2 separate regions of the Mus musculus genome follow, and region 1 is linked to region 2. Evidence: chromatin contacts called from public Hi-C data. All regions are on one chromosome and are shown on one strand. The core of a region is the stretch at or near the end of the contact, and the rest is flanking DNA. Distances in the headings are between cores, read along the strand shown.

The links. Hi-C and Micro-C count contacts between places; a contact is called where the count stands out from the background.
Region 1: a contact with region 2 is called in a Hi-C map of liver, with 2.8 times the contacts expected there. The contact joins two enhancer-like sites. A contact is called at or near these places in 1 of 484 Hi-C or Micro-C datasets (liver) and 1 of 9 other capture datasets (embryonic stem cells).

What each region holds. Positions count from the first base shown.
Region 1 is chr11:61,543,604-61,549,876 of GRCm38.p6, forward strand. It overlaps Epn2 (epsin 2), which reads right to left. Exons shown (of 11, transcript NM_001252188.2): 3 at 2,547-3,308; 4 at 555-725. The coding sequence starts at 3,141. Among named protein-coding and RNA genes, the nearest start is that of Epn2, 33 kb to the right of the region's middle. Within about 2 kb of position 3,033, at least 12 of the 459 cell types and tissues checked have an H3K27ac peak or open chromatin away from gene starts, as enhancers often do. A contact at or near this core is called in liver, where this site is marked.
Region 2 is chr11:61,238,390-61,245,123 of GRCm38.p6, forward strand. It overlaps Aldh3a2 (aldehyde dehydrogenase family 3, subfamily A2), which reads right to left. Exons shown (of 10, transcript NM_007437.5): 10 at 6,363-6,734. Among named protein-coding and RNA genes, the nearest start is that of Aldh3a2, 25 kb to the right of the region's middle. Within about 2 kb of position 4,317, at least 4 of the 459 cell types and tissues checked have an H3K27ac peak or open chromatin away from gene starts, as enhancers often do. A contact at or near this core is called in liver, where this site is marked.

The DNA.
Region 1 (6,273 bases), core at 1,783-4,282, 300 kb after region 2:
AACACAGTGACCTAGAATTGACAGTACAGCTAACTCTCTGTTCATTGTGACAATGGGGATTTCAGCAATGATAACAGGCCATTGGAAAGCAAAAATAATCCCACTGGAAGTCCAACAGTTTTCTACTCCTACACTGGGAACAGTGGCTTCCAGTGGCTATCACTGAGGGTCTGCTACTAGCTTTCAGAAATTGAAAGCATACATTTCCATCTCAAAAAGGCCAATCGCTTGGGTCCACTACCACTCTGTGGCCTGGCAGGCAACAAAGCACCTCTAGTTCATAGAACAAGGGATACAGGGAAGATAGAATCATCACCCATGCCTACCCACTAAGCAGCTCCCCTCTAAGCAGGTGGTTATATGAGTGTGGGCAGGGGAGCACAGGGCTGTAAGCTCCCAGGAAAGAGAGGCAGAAAGGATTCCAAGCACTGGAAGCTAGCTAGACAGGAGGTCCAGCAGGAGGCAGGGAGAGAGTTGGCTGTACTGACATGACAAGCCCCACCCTAAGCAAGCTGCATGGCATTTCTATGAAGAAAAGTAAACCGCTGTCCCACCTCGGGCTGCGCGGTCACAAGTGAGGCAGGGCTGGGCCCAGTCGCCATTAGGGTGGGAGGCTAGGCCCAGGTGCGGCAGGCAGGGGTGGCGCTGGCTCAGTGGCTGCAGCTCCTCACTCTGACCCAGCATGGCCCCTGTGCGGTGCTGGGGGCACAGCGAGGCCTCTGGCGCTGTTGAGCAGGGACACACACACACATACACAAAAAGAGACACACCATTAGAGGATGCGCAGCAGTGTGTAGGGGACATAGGCCAAGACCACCCAGGGTTCTGCCTCATCCCTGAAGTCAGTGCCCTGTGCCTGGTGGTCATGAAGAGCCTGTTGCCACACTCTGACCCTGGATTTCAGTTCAAGGTCAGAGTCTAGAAAATAAGAACATTCAGAGCATTAGGACCTTAAAAGCAAGGCAGGATCAACAGCTAAAGATCTCAGGCATGGTGTAAGAAGGGTCTGATGAAACAACCAGGCTTCTACACTACCATCTCACCCTGTACCTTGATGTTCTGCCCTGTTTAAAACTATGAGGGTTCCAACCCGCTTTGTATCCTCCACAGGAGGGACCTTGAGGAAAATAAAACTTCTCCTGATGGGCCAATCTTATTTTTTTAATTAATTAGTTTGTTTGCTTATTTTGGTGTGCAACTTAATCCTTAATGCAGGGAGATTTCAAGAGACTTACGGCTACCTTCAGATATAAGTTATCTCACAAGTCATCATCAGATTAAAGAAAGCAACTCAAACTTGAAAATTACGATAGCCAGAAATACAAGAAAATGTTAACCTGCTCCAACCCTAATAATAACTTAGAATTCCTAGAGGCAGGAAGCCTGACTTTGATATGTAAATCTCTTACATAATAAATACATTCCTCAAAATTCTAATGGTGGTACAAAGAAAGTCAAACTGAAGCCTATTATACAAAAGTGGAAAATGCTGGTGTGTAGCAAATTAAGAAGGAAAGGTGTTCTGCCGTGCTGGTCATGCAGATAGCACACACCCATCATCCAGCACCCTGAAGGTTGATTAGGAAGATAGCAAGTTTGCAGCCAGGCTGGCTACCCAGGGGGACTCACTTTCAGAAAGTAAAAAACAAAAAGGTTTCTGTTATGTTGACATAATGTACTGTTCTGAAGGATATAGGCTTGGAAGCCCGTTTCTACTGCATCCTAGGGCCACCAGAGCCACCTTTCTCTCTGAGTTCAGGATCCTTAGTAGCTGCCCAGCCCTAAGAAATAGAGGATGAACAGTGTAGTGTGCCTGAGATAACTTCTTGGCAGTGCCCAGGAGACTAGCAGGATCAGAAATCAGCTTCTACAAGGCCCAAACACCACTTCCTCTCCCTGAAACGTCTTCTGAATATAGAACAAAGACCCAAAGTGATCCAACACACAATCAGAACGCAGATCAGTCCTGCACAGCACAGACCCAGCCATACAAATCAAATCCTGGAGACTCTTTTGCATATGTGAGGAGAAAGTCTTACTGATGCTAACCTAGAGTGTTCCTTTCTAGGTGAAACAGAGACATCCAACCTTGTCTGGTTAATGAAATACTAAGGACTGAGCTATTATAGAGACCTGCAATTCAGTTGGTAGAAAAAGACACTGAATGCAAGATTCAGAAATAAATGATCAAGTACAAGGGTCATTTCCTCCTGGCTACTAGGTATTTGAGTCCCTGTAGGTTTGGAAAGCAGGACAATCCCTTGGCTGACTGACATTCTAGGACAAAAAAATAATCTGGCGAGACTGGCCTTGGAGTCCACGTTCCCCTAAGAACTTAAGAAGCATGGCATAGCCTTGACTAAATTCCCAGAAGACCCACAGAGCAGCCAGGGGGACCAAAAGCCCCTTTGTAAGTAACTCAATCTAGATCGAGGACGCTGTCGCCTGGGTCTCAGCCAGAGGCTGAGAACTAAGGTGCTCAGGTGTTCAGCCCCAGCACCTGCCACTCAGCTTTCGCATAAAGGTGAGGTACTTTGTTTACTCACAGCCGTGGTAGGATGCCGGCGAGCCCCCAGCCTTGCCATACTCCTGCTCTGAGTAGCTGGTAGAAAGGTTGGGCTGGCTGGAGCCACGGCCAAAGGTGATTTGGTTGCTGCCCACGCCAGTGGCCACCTGAGCCATGCGCTCTTTGGTTTTGAGAGCCTGAACTCTCTCAACCTTCAGCCGCTCCTCATCCTTGAGGAGCGCAACCAGTTGCTTTGATTTCTCTCGAACGTTAATACCCTGGTCTTTGCCATCACGGTCAATGTACTGAAAGTCCTTCAGAGTCTGTATGGCAAAGATGTTCTCACGGCACTGCTGGGCCACCCGCTCAGAACCTGTCTTGATAAGGTAGTCCAGCAGTGTCAGTGCCTTGTATACATGCCGCCAGTTCTTGCCATGGTCATTAAGTCGCTTCCAAACCATGCTCATGATCTCCGAGAACGCTACCACATTGTAGGTCAGGTCAGCAATCTCAGTCATCAGAGAGCTGGATGGGCCCCACGGGTCATTGGAGGTGGCCTCCCGGACTTTGATTTCAGCCTCTGAGTAATTGTTCACAATGTTTTTCATCTGCCGTCTGATAGATGAAGTTGTCATTTTTATCTTCTTTGTTACAAATGTGAAGCCCTTCAAGAGAAACTTTCCTGTCCCCTAAGCCTGCACCCTAGGAAGTTTCCGTGTCAGAAATGCAGATGGAACAAAATGGCCCTCCACAGTCATTTCCTCCTCCAAAGCCTCAGGTCCCAGAAGCTGGCAGCCATGCCCTAGAGAGAAAAAGAACACATTGCTTTTATAAGAAGCACTGGTGAGGATGGGAGAGCCCAAGACAAGCAGTGTACAAGAACATACCTAGTTCCATGGATACAAAAACATCCATCCTGCTTTCAAAACTAAGATCAGGTCAGAAATGCCACATGCTAAACAATAAACTCATTTAAACCTTAAGCAAACACCATGATCATTGTTCTATCTCCTAAGGTTTTTGCCGGAGTGGCTAGCTTGCAGTGGCCTATCTTTTTGTTTTGTTTTTTGTTTGTTTGTTTGTTTGTTTGTTTTTTCAAGACAGGGTTTCTCTGTTTAGCCCTGGCTGTTCTGGAACTCACTTTGTAGACCAGGCTAGCCTCGAACTCAGAAATCTGCCTGCCTCTGCCTCCTGAGTGCCGGGATTAAAGGCGTGCACCACCACACCCGGCTTTACTGCGGCCTATCTTTAATGCCAAACAAAAGCCGAATGTAGGAAAACTGAGGTACTGGGTGAGATGTCGTGATAAATGTATTTTTAACCTTTGGTGCTGGGTACTGAACTCTGGGCCACATGCATATCAACTATGTACCTCAGCACTGAGATGTACTCCTGTCCAGTCCTTAGAGTTTTCCGTGTTGGGGCAACAAAGTCTCATTTCAAAAATACCTTAAGCCTAAAATGCCTGTCTATGACTTTAAAATTGGGCTTTGGCTCATGAGCCCCTAACTGCCTAGAAAATTCTCCTTAAGTGCCATTTCTCTGTGACCCTTCCTGAGCATGAATTAGTGAAATGCTGACTGCTCTTCTATAGAAAAGCTAACAACCTACACTACCACCTTCCATTCCCCATATACCCCAGCTCTCAGGATCTTCTGACCAGGGACAAGCCTAACACCTCATCTCAGAGAGGAAAGCCGAACCCCAGAGCTGAATCACAGGCTCCAGTGCACACATCTCCTTCCTTTCTTCAGATGAACAAGAGCTAGAGTAAGGTCCACATCTCCCATCTCCAGCATGTATGGTGATCGCCATCTGTCCCATTCACAGTGAAGAGCCAGGATCCAACACTGTGCCCAACATGAAATAAACACCTGAATAAACGATATTACACTTACAAACAGTATTCCTGTCCTCAGGCCACAATCCTCATCTGTAAGATAAAGAAACAAATCTCAAGACAACTGAAGACTTGAGAGAAAACAAGGGCCCTCGGCAGCCCTGCTACAGTTGCTCAGTCCCTATGGCTTAATTCCTTGTAACAGTAGAGGTAGTTCCTTCCCATCAGAAATATAAAATACAAGGTGTGGAATCTTAAAGTTGGCTGGCTACTGTAACAGGCTGAGACCCTCCCTACAGATCCTCAGGCAGCCCAGAACCTGGCACCTAAAGTGAACCTTCCTCTCCCTGGATTGCTGTGGTGTTTCTGTCAGAGAAATACCAGACATCCCTAGTTTCTTTCTTCAAGACTCAGTTAAGCAGGCAATGGGTGCATGAAAAATAAACAAAAAGGCGACACAAAGAATACAATGGTCATTCATCACCTACAGCCACAGAGATAAGGAGACAATTCATAAAGCCTCAGCTGCCTTCTCTGCTCACTCAGATAGGCTGAGGAGCCCTGTCTGTGCCTGAGGCCAGAGCACTGACTCCATTAGATGGCGGCATGTTCTGCCTCTCTACCCATCTGTTCAGCTTTCATGAATCCCCAAAACCTGTCAGAAAACAGATAAAACCTTTTTCAGAGTGACTGTACATCTGATTTAATTAGGTTTTTCACTTGTAATTTACTGTATGCAGTAACAGGTTGGGCCTCATAGAAGAAAAAGACACCTCTGATTTCCAGTCAATCCGGATTGTAGTTCATTCCAAATATTGTCAAGTTGACAACCAGGAATAGCCACTACAATCCACCCCTTGTCAACTTGACACAAATAATATCTCATAGTCCAAGGATCTAGCAGTTACTCAGTCTCACGCAGCAAGCAGGCGAAGGAGCAAGAGCAAGAGCTAGACTCCCTTCTTCCAATGTCCTTATATTGTCTCCAGCAGAAGGTGTAGATCAGATTAAAGGTGTGTTCCACCACACCTTTAATCCCAGATGAAAGGCGTAGCCCAGATTAAAGGTGTGTTCCTTAAACTCGGAGATTCAATCTTCTGGAATCCATAGCCACTATGGCTCAAGATCTTCAAACCAAGATCCAGATAAGGATCTCCAAGCCTCCAGATAAGGGTCACTGGTGAGCCTTCCAATTCCGGATTGTAGTTCATTCCAAATATTGTCAAGTTGACAACCAGGAATAGCCACTACAATCCACCCCTTGTCAACTTGACACAAATAATATCTCATGTTCACATGAAACAATAACAAGGTTGTAAATACGCCTAACATGATATAACTATCCCTCGTACAATCGCAAACGCATTAGTAAATTTACAATGGGCATTCATATTACTTTATAATCCTCGTTTCTGCAATTGGTTACGTGGCCTTAATTGGTATTTATAACTACCTTCCTCTACTACCCATTCTGTATTTCCTTCACCTTCAGCCAGCACCTCAGCAGGTCTTGGCTCTTTTCCTGGAGGATTGAGCATTTCAGCTTAACCACAGATGTGTCAAAGTTGTTAAGTCATTTCAGATCCACCTAATGCCCACAACTTTGGGATATGTCATGTGATTGATTTGATATCCAGCAGTATGCCTGGCCCATACTTAGAGGTCCCAGGTTCAATTTCCAGAACCTATGCGACAATTCAGGGAACCAGGCATATATGCAGGCAAAGCACTAATACAAATAAAATAAAAATAAATCTTTAAAGCCAGACACAGCACTCAGGAGGCAGAGAATTAGAGGCCATCCTGGTCTACAGAGTAACTTCCTCCAGGACAGGCCCTGTCTCAAATAAATAAATAAATAAATAAATAAATAAATTTAAAAAATAATAAAATAATCTTTAAATGAATAAAAGTTTCTGAAAATGAC
Region 2 (6,734 bases), core at 3,067-5,566:
CCCTGCCTATAAATGAGCAAAAGAACTGACAGACATTTTTCAAGAGAGAAGATATACAGATGGCCAATAAATTACTGAAAAAAAAGTTCCTCTCTCACCCTCAAGGAGATGAAATTTAAAATAACACAAATCTCTTTTCACTCCAGTCAAAATGGCTTTCCTTAGGCAGGGTGTGTGTGTGTGTGTGTGTGTGTGTGTGTGCTGACTCTGACAAGGAGGGGATGGGCAATGATTCTTATGCTCTGTTAGTAAGACTGTAAATTAAACTACCACTGTGTAAGTAAATCCAAAAAGAGATGGCTCAGTGGTTAAGAGCAGTGGGTGCTCTTACGAGGACCCAGATTTGGTTCCTGGTTCCTGTGACGTGACAGGTCACAACTATCTGTAACTCCAGCTCCCCAGCATCCCATGTCTTCTTCTGTCTTACACAGGTACCAGGCACACATGTTGTGCACATGTATATATGCAGGCAAAGTACTAGTGCACATAAAAACTAATATTTTAAAACCTTCATAAAAACAAACAAACAAACAAACAAACCTAAAGACAGAACTACCCTATGACCCAGCCACATTTCTATGGCTAGCTTTAGCAATCAACTTGCTATAACATAGACTCATCTGGAAAGAGAGTCTAAATGAAGAACTGTCTACACTGGGTTTGCCTCTGACATGACTGTGGGGACTGGGGACTGACTTAGATAAGTTAATTGATGTGGCAAGATGCAGCCTAGAGTGGGCAACACAATGTCTTAGAGGGCCCTGAAATGTCTAAGAATGAAGAAGACATGTGAGCATGCATGAGATAATTTCTCTCTCTCTCTCTCTCTCTCTCTCCCTCCCTCCCTCCCTCCCTCCCTCCCTCCCTCCCTCCCTCCCTCTCTCTCTCTCTCTCTCTCTCTCTCTCTCTCTCTCTCTCCCCCTCTCTTTGGTTTTTCGAGACAGGATTTCTCTGTGTAGTTCTGGCTGTCCTGGAACTCACTCTGTAGACCAGGCTGGCCTCAAACTCAGAAATCCGCCTGCCTCTGCCTCTGCCTCCCAAGTGCTGGGATTAAAGGTGTGTGCCATCACACCTGGCTGAGACAATTTCTCTTTACTCTAGACAGTGGATGTGATTCTCCAAGCTCCTGCCACCATGACTACCACAATAGAATGGGCTGTAACCCAGAATTTCGAGCTAGAATCCTTTCTTTCTTAGTGCCTTAGTTAGGGTTTCTATTGGTGTGAAGAGACACCATGACCACAGCAATTCTTATAAAGGAAAACATTTAAATGTTAGTCAATTAACTGGGGCTGGCTTATAGTCCAGAGGTTTAGTCCATTATTCTCATGGTGGGAAACATGGCTGCATACAGGCAGACATGGTGCTGGAGAGGGAGAGTAGAGAGCTCTACATCCACATCGGCAGGCAGCAGGAAGAGAGCAACATTGGGTCTAGCTTGAGTTTCTGACTCCTCAAAGCCCACCCTCAGTGACACACTTCCTCCAATAAGGCCACACCTACTCCAATGAGACCACGCCTCCTAATAATGCCCTTCGCTATGAGCCTATGAGGGCCATTTTCATTCAAACCGTCACACCCAGGTTGCTTTTTATCTGGATTTTTTTTTAAAAGGAACATAAATGAAACTAGGGTACTACCTAAAGGAATTGTATCATCATATAGAGATACATGTATACCCAACATAGAGATACATGTATACCCATCATAGAGATACATGTATACCCATCATAGAGATACATGTATATCCATCATAGAGATACATGTATACCCATTGTGCTGGATAGTGTTATGGCTAAAGAAGTTCCATCTTATGCTAGGCATCCATCTTGGTATCCACTACCCATTTGTCTCCAACTCCAGTCCCTCAAAGATATGTGTCTGGTAACCCTGACTCAGTGACCCCCACCCAGTAATGTATAGCCATATCTTGTTTTGATATGACTGGGGGTTTCTTTGGTTTTGTTATTATTATTATTATTATTATTATTATTATATTATTATTATTTTGCTTTGGTAACTTGCTTACACTGATACCCTAAGGTTGTTTTGAGTTGCTTTAATCTTTTTTTTTAACTTGGCAGAACACAACAATTTTTATTTACTTGCATAGATATTGAAGGTGTTTGTGTGGTCCCCTTTAAAAGGCCTTCCCCATCCCCTTCTGTGGTGGTTTGAATATGCTTGGCCCACAGGGAGTGGTACTATGGGGAGGGTGTTAGGAGGTGTGGACTTATTAGAGGAAGTATGTCACTGTGGGGGGGGGAGGTTCAGGGGATTTGAAGCTCTGCCCAATGCAGAAGAGTCAGTTTTCTCCTGGCTGCAGTCAGATCAAGATATGTAGAACTCTCAATTCCTCCTGTGCCATGCCTGCCTGGATACTGCCATGCTTCCTGCCTTGATGATAATGGATTAAACCTCTGAGCCTATAACCCAGCCCCAAATTAAATATTGTCTTCTACAAGAGTTGCCTTGGTCATGGCATCTCTTCCTAGCAATGGAAACTCTTAACGAAGATACCCTCCTTCACAGCAAACTCAAATTTGGCTTGGAGATTATTCATCCTCCTAGCAGCTAACCAATAAATCTGTTAATTATAATTAGATTGAGTCTATGCTTTCCCCCACCCCAGGGGTCACAAACTCCATTGATTTTATGCCAACTTGCCACAAGTTACAGCTATCCAAAAGGAGGGGATTTCAACTGGGGAGATACTTCCATAAGTTCTGGCTAGAGTGCGTTTTCTTAATTAATGATTGATGGGGTAGAGCCAAGAAAGCAGGCTGAGCAAGCCATGAGGAGCAAGACAGTAAGCACCACCCCTCCACTGCCTCTTTATCAGCTCCTGCCTCCCATCCCTCATTCCTACCCTGTTTGCATTCCTGTCTTGGTTTCCTTCAGTGATAAGCCAAGATGTGGAAGTGTCAGCCAAATAAACCCTTTCCTTCCCAACTTGCTCTTAGGCATGGTGTTTGATCCTAGAACCCTGACTAAGACAACCATGTTCATAGAACCACACCATAGAAGCTGCCTGGATGCCCATCCATTGATGAATGGATAACAAGGAAATAATATTTGTCTACAACAGAGTTTTATTCCATTATAAAGGAGGAAATAGTGTCACAGGAAAACTCATAGATCTGGAAATCATATTAAGTGAAGTAAGCCAGAAAAACAACTATCACGAACTTCCTTTCATTATATGGACTCTGGAAAAAGTAGGGGGAGGGGACTTGCTGTCATTAGTTCAGATCCCAAGCATCTACGTAAAAAGCAGACATGGTGGCTCAAGCCTGAAACCTCAGCCGTCTGAGGGCAGAAATGGGCAGGTCCTTGGTGCCCACTGGCCCATCTACACAATTGGTGAACTCTAGATTCAGACAGTGATAGTCTCAAAAAAATAAGGTAGAAGGCAACTGAGGACTATACCTTACATCAGTCTAAACACACACACACACACACACACACACACACACACACACACACACACACGGGGAGCATTTGGAGAAAAGGAAGGGACCATATAAAATTATACATGTATCTGACAAAAAAATGTTACTTTGTACTATATACATTAAAAACATGTGAGCCTCCACACCCAGCCACCACCACCCCTGCCAAAAAAAAAAAAAAAAAAAAACCCTGGGCATGGTAGGCCACTTCTTTAATCCCAACACTAGGGAAGCAGAAGCAGGTGGATCTTTGTGAGTTCAAAGCTAGCCTGGTCTAATATACAGTGTTTCAGGGCATCCAGAGCTACATAGTGAGATCCTTTCTCTACCTCCTATATTTCAGAACCTATGCTGGATGGTACACAGGATTTTACAGATACTTTAAGGATCTTGAGGTGGGGTGATAGCTGGATTAAATTGATGTAATCCCAAGGGTCTTCATAAGGAAGGCAGGAAGGATGCAGTGCCCTGACCTCTGCCATAGACTCCTCAGGAGAGAAGAGATGAGAACACTCAGCCCTAGAAGCAAATGAGGCTGGGTGGAGTCGCATGCCCAGGTTGTCTCCTAATGGCAGTCATCAATGTACCCAATGAGTCCTGGGAGACCCTGGGCATGCCATCATGTGCTGTACCACTGGCTTCCCTCTGTGATCTCACTGCTACAGTGCTCGCCTTGATAGTAAAGAATCATAGGTGGCCACGAGTGGGCAGTGTGAGGATGTCAGGAGACTCGGAGTCACTTGGTCTCATTCACCACTTCTCTCTGGCAGGCCCCCGGAGCTTTGCAGTCATGTGCAGTTGGATTGGAAGCTTGCTCTCTAGTGTCCATCAGCTTCTGCTGGCAACCAGTCACACACTGTGCCTGGTCTGTGTAGGCAGAATAACTGTTCAGCCAGAAGTACCCAGAGGGCGTGGGATGTAGGGTACCCAAGCCTTAGCATCTGCAGTTATAGACACAAAAAAGGGCAGAAGCCCCCAAAGCTATCCCACAGTGCTGAAAGGGTTCAAACTGGCCTGGACCTGGGCAAGCAGCCCAAGAGACCTGAAAGATGAGCTTGTCCTGACACCATCTTCTTGACCTGATGTTCTAAGCAGAGCCTGAGTCCTACTACAGTGTGGCTTTGCCTCTGCAATCAGATGAAGTCATCCTGGCAGCTAGGAAACTGACTACAGGCTTAAAATCTCCTACTATGAAGACAGCTACAGACTGCTTTAATGTGTGTGTGTGTGTGTGTGTGTGTGTGTGTGTGTGTGTGTGCACGTGGGCACTCGAGAGTGCATGTGTGTGTTTTCCAAGACAAGTTTTCTCTGTGTAGCCCTGACTGTCCTGGAAATCTCTCTGTAGACCAGGCTGGCCTCAAATTCACACAGATCCACCTGCCTCTGCCTCCTGAGTGCTGGGACTAAAGGCATGTGCCATTACCACCCATTAAATTTTATCTTTCACAATATATTTTGATCATAGTCTTTGCCTTCCCTAGTCCCTCCCAGATCCTCCTACTTCTCCACCCACCCAACTTCGTGTTTTTTCTTTCTCTCTAAAATAAAACAGGAAACCAATAAAAACAAAAACATTCCAAAATTAAAACAGACCAAAACCAAAATCAGTAAGACAAAAAATACCAAAACAAAATGGAAGTACACAAAACACCATTGAGTTCACTGTTGTCAGCCACTGAGTTCACTACTCCTGAGCACTGGGCTTGCTCTGGAGTGTGGCTGCTACACCAATGACACTCCACTGGAGAAAATACAATTGTCCTTTCCCAACAGATATGGGACTGTGTCCACCTCTCCTTCTCAGTGCTGGGACTCTGTCTGGTTTGAACCTGTGCAGGGCTTGTACATGCTGTCACAGCCTAAGTTCACATGTGTATCATCAGTCCTGTGCTGTCTGGATGATACTATTCTGCCATGCATTTTCTCTCCTGAGGCCCAGCCAATGCAGCTCACTGTAACCTGGACTTCCTGCTGTGCGATTTCCCTGTCCCTGTACTCTGGAGTCTGTTTATGCAGTGCTTAGGACAGCTACCCCAGAATTAACTTCATGATGGGGTCAAGGCTGAGTGTTATGTACTCCGGGCAGGGGTATCCTTTCACATCCAGCCAGCAGAGAAAATGGGAACACCACCTGGGGGCTCCTCTAGGAGTAGCATCTTCTCACAAGTTGGGCCACTGTCATTAGAGCCCTCTAGACACTATAGGAAGTGAGAAACAAAGAAAGCCAGGCATCCATCCGTCACCAGCATATACCCCCCGTTCCATGAACAAGTGATCAAGTGCAGAAGGATCCTGCACACTTCCTTGGCACCTTTTGGTGACACTCAATTACACAGAGTGATGGTTATGCTGTGACCAACCAGGCTTTCTCATCTCTGACCCAGACTGTTCTTTGGAACATTAGCCTAACCGAAGAGTGAGAGTCCAGAGATGGTTGGTCTTTTTCCAGGATATAAATTGGATTTTAAATAAAACAAAATTTCAAAAAGCACTGATAACATTCCAGTCTTTCCTGGCGCTGTCTACCAGTCTTTGTGGAGCTGTGAGAAGGGTGAGCAAGCCCTTAGCTAGGCAGCTCTGGGTACCCTGGAGGCCACAGGTGGGAAGCCCGGCCAGGCAGCCCTCCTCTGCCTCAGTTCACCTGTCTCAGACTGAGAAGTGCTTGCTCTGTGGTGCTCTCCTTTACAGCGGTGCTACGGTGTGAGCAGAGCTGTAAAGCCCAGCTTGTCTGGTCACACAGCCTCAGGATGGCAGATGGCGCTGATCCAAATTCTCGGTTGTTTTCGGGCCTGTGACTGGTGGACACAGCTCTAGGCTCAGTGGTGACACATGGCACAATGACCATCACATACTCACAGAACAGAATGTGAGGTCTGAGAAAATTTCAAATAAAAAAGCATGACAACCAATGTTAGCAAACGACATCCTTGAGGGATAGAAAGGAAAAATGGATTTACAAAGGAACTTTGCATCATATCTCCATTTCTGAGGTCAAAATTAACACACAATAATTTATGAAATACATTTATTTTGAAGATCAGTAGAGTAAGTATTTTGGCCTAGCTAGAAGCTGTGATTTATAATTTACTATAACAACAGTAAGTGCAAGTTCAACATTGAAATTTTGTGCAAAATATTTTATGATTAGTCTATGACAACTGCTACTTAAGCAACTATTTGCTATAACGGGCCAATGATTTGTTCTTGATACTTCCTTCATACAATACACTTCAGATAGCCTCAACGGTGGGACAGGTTACTCAGCAAACACGGCTATACATT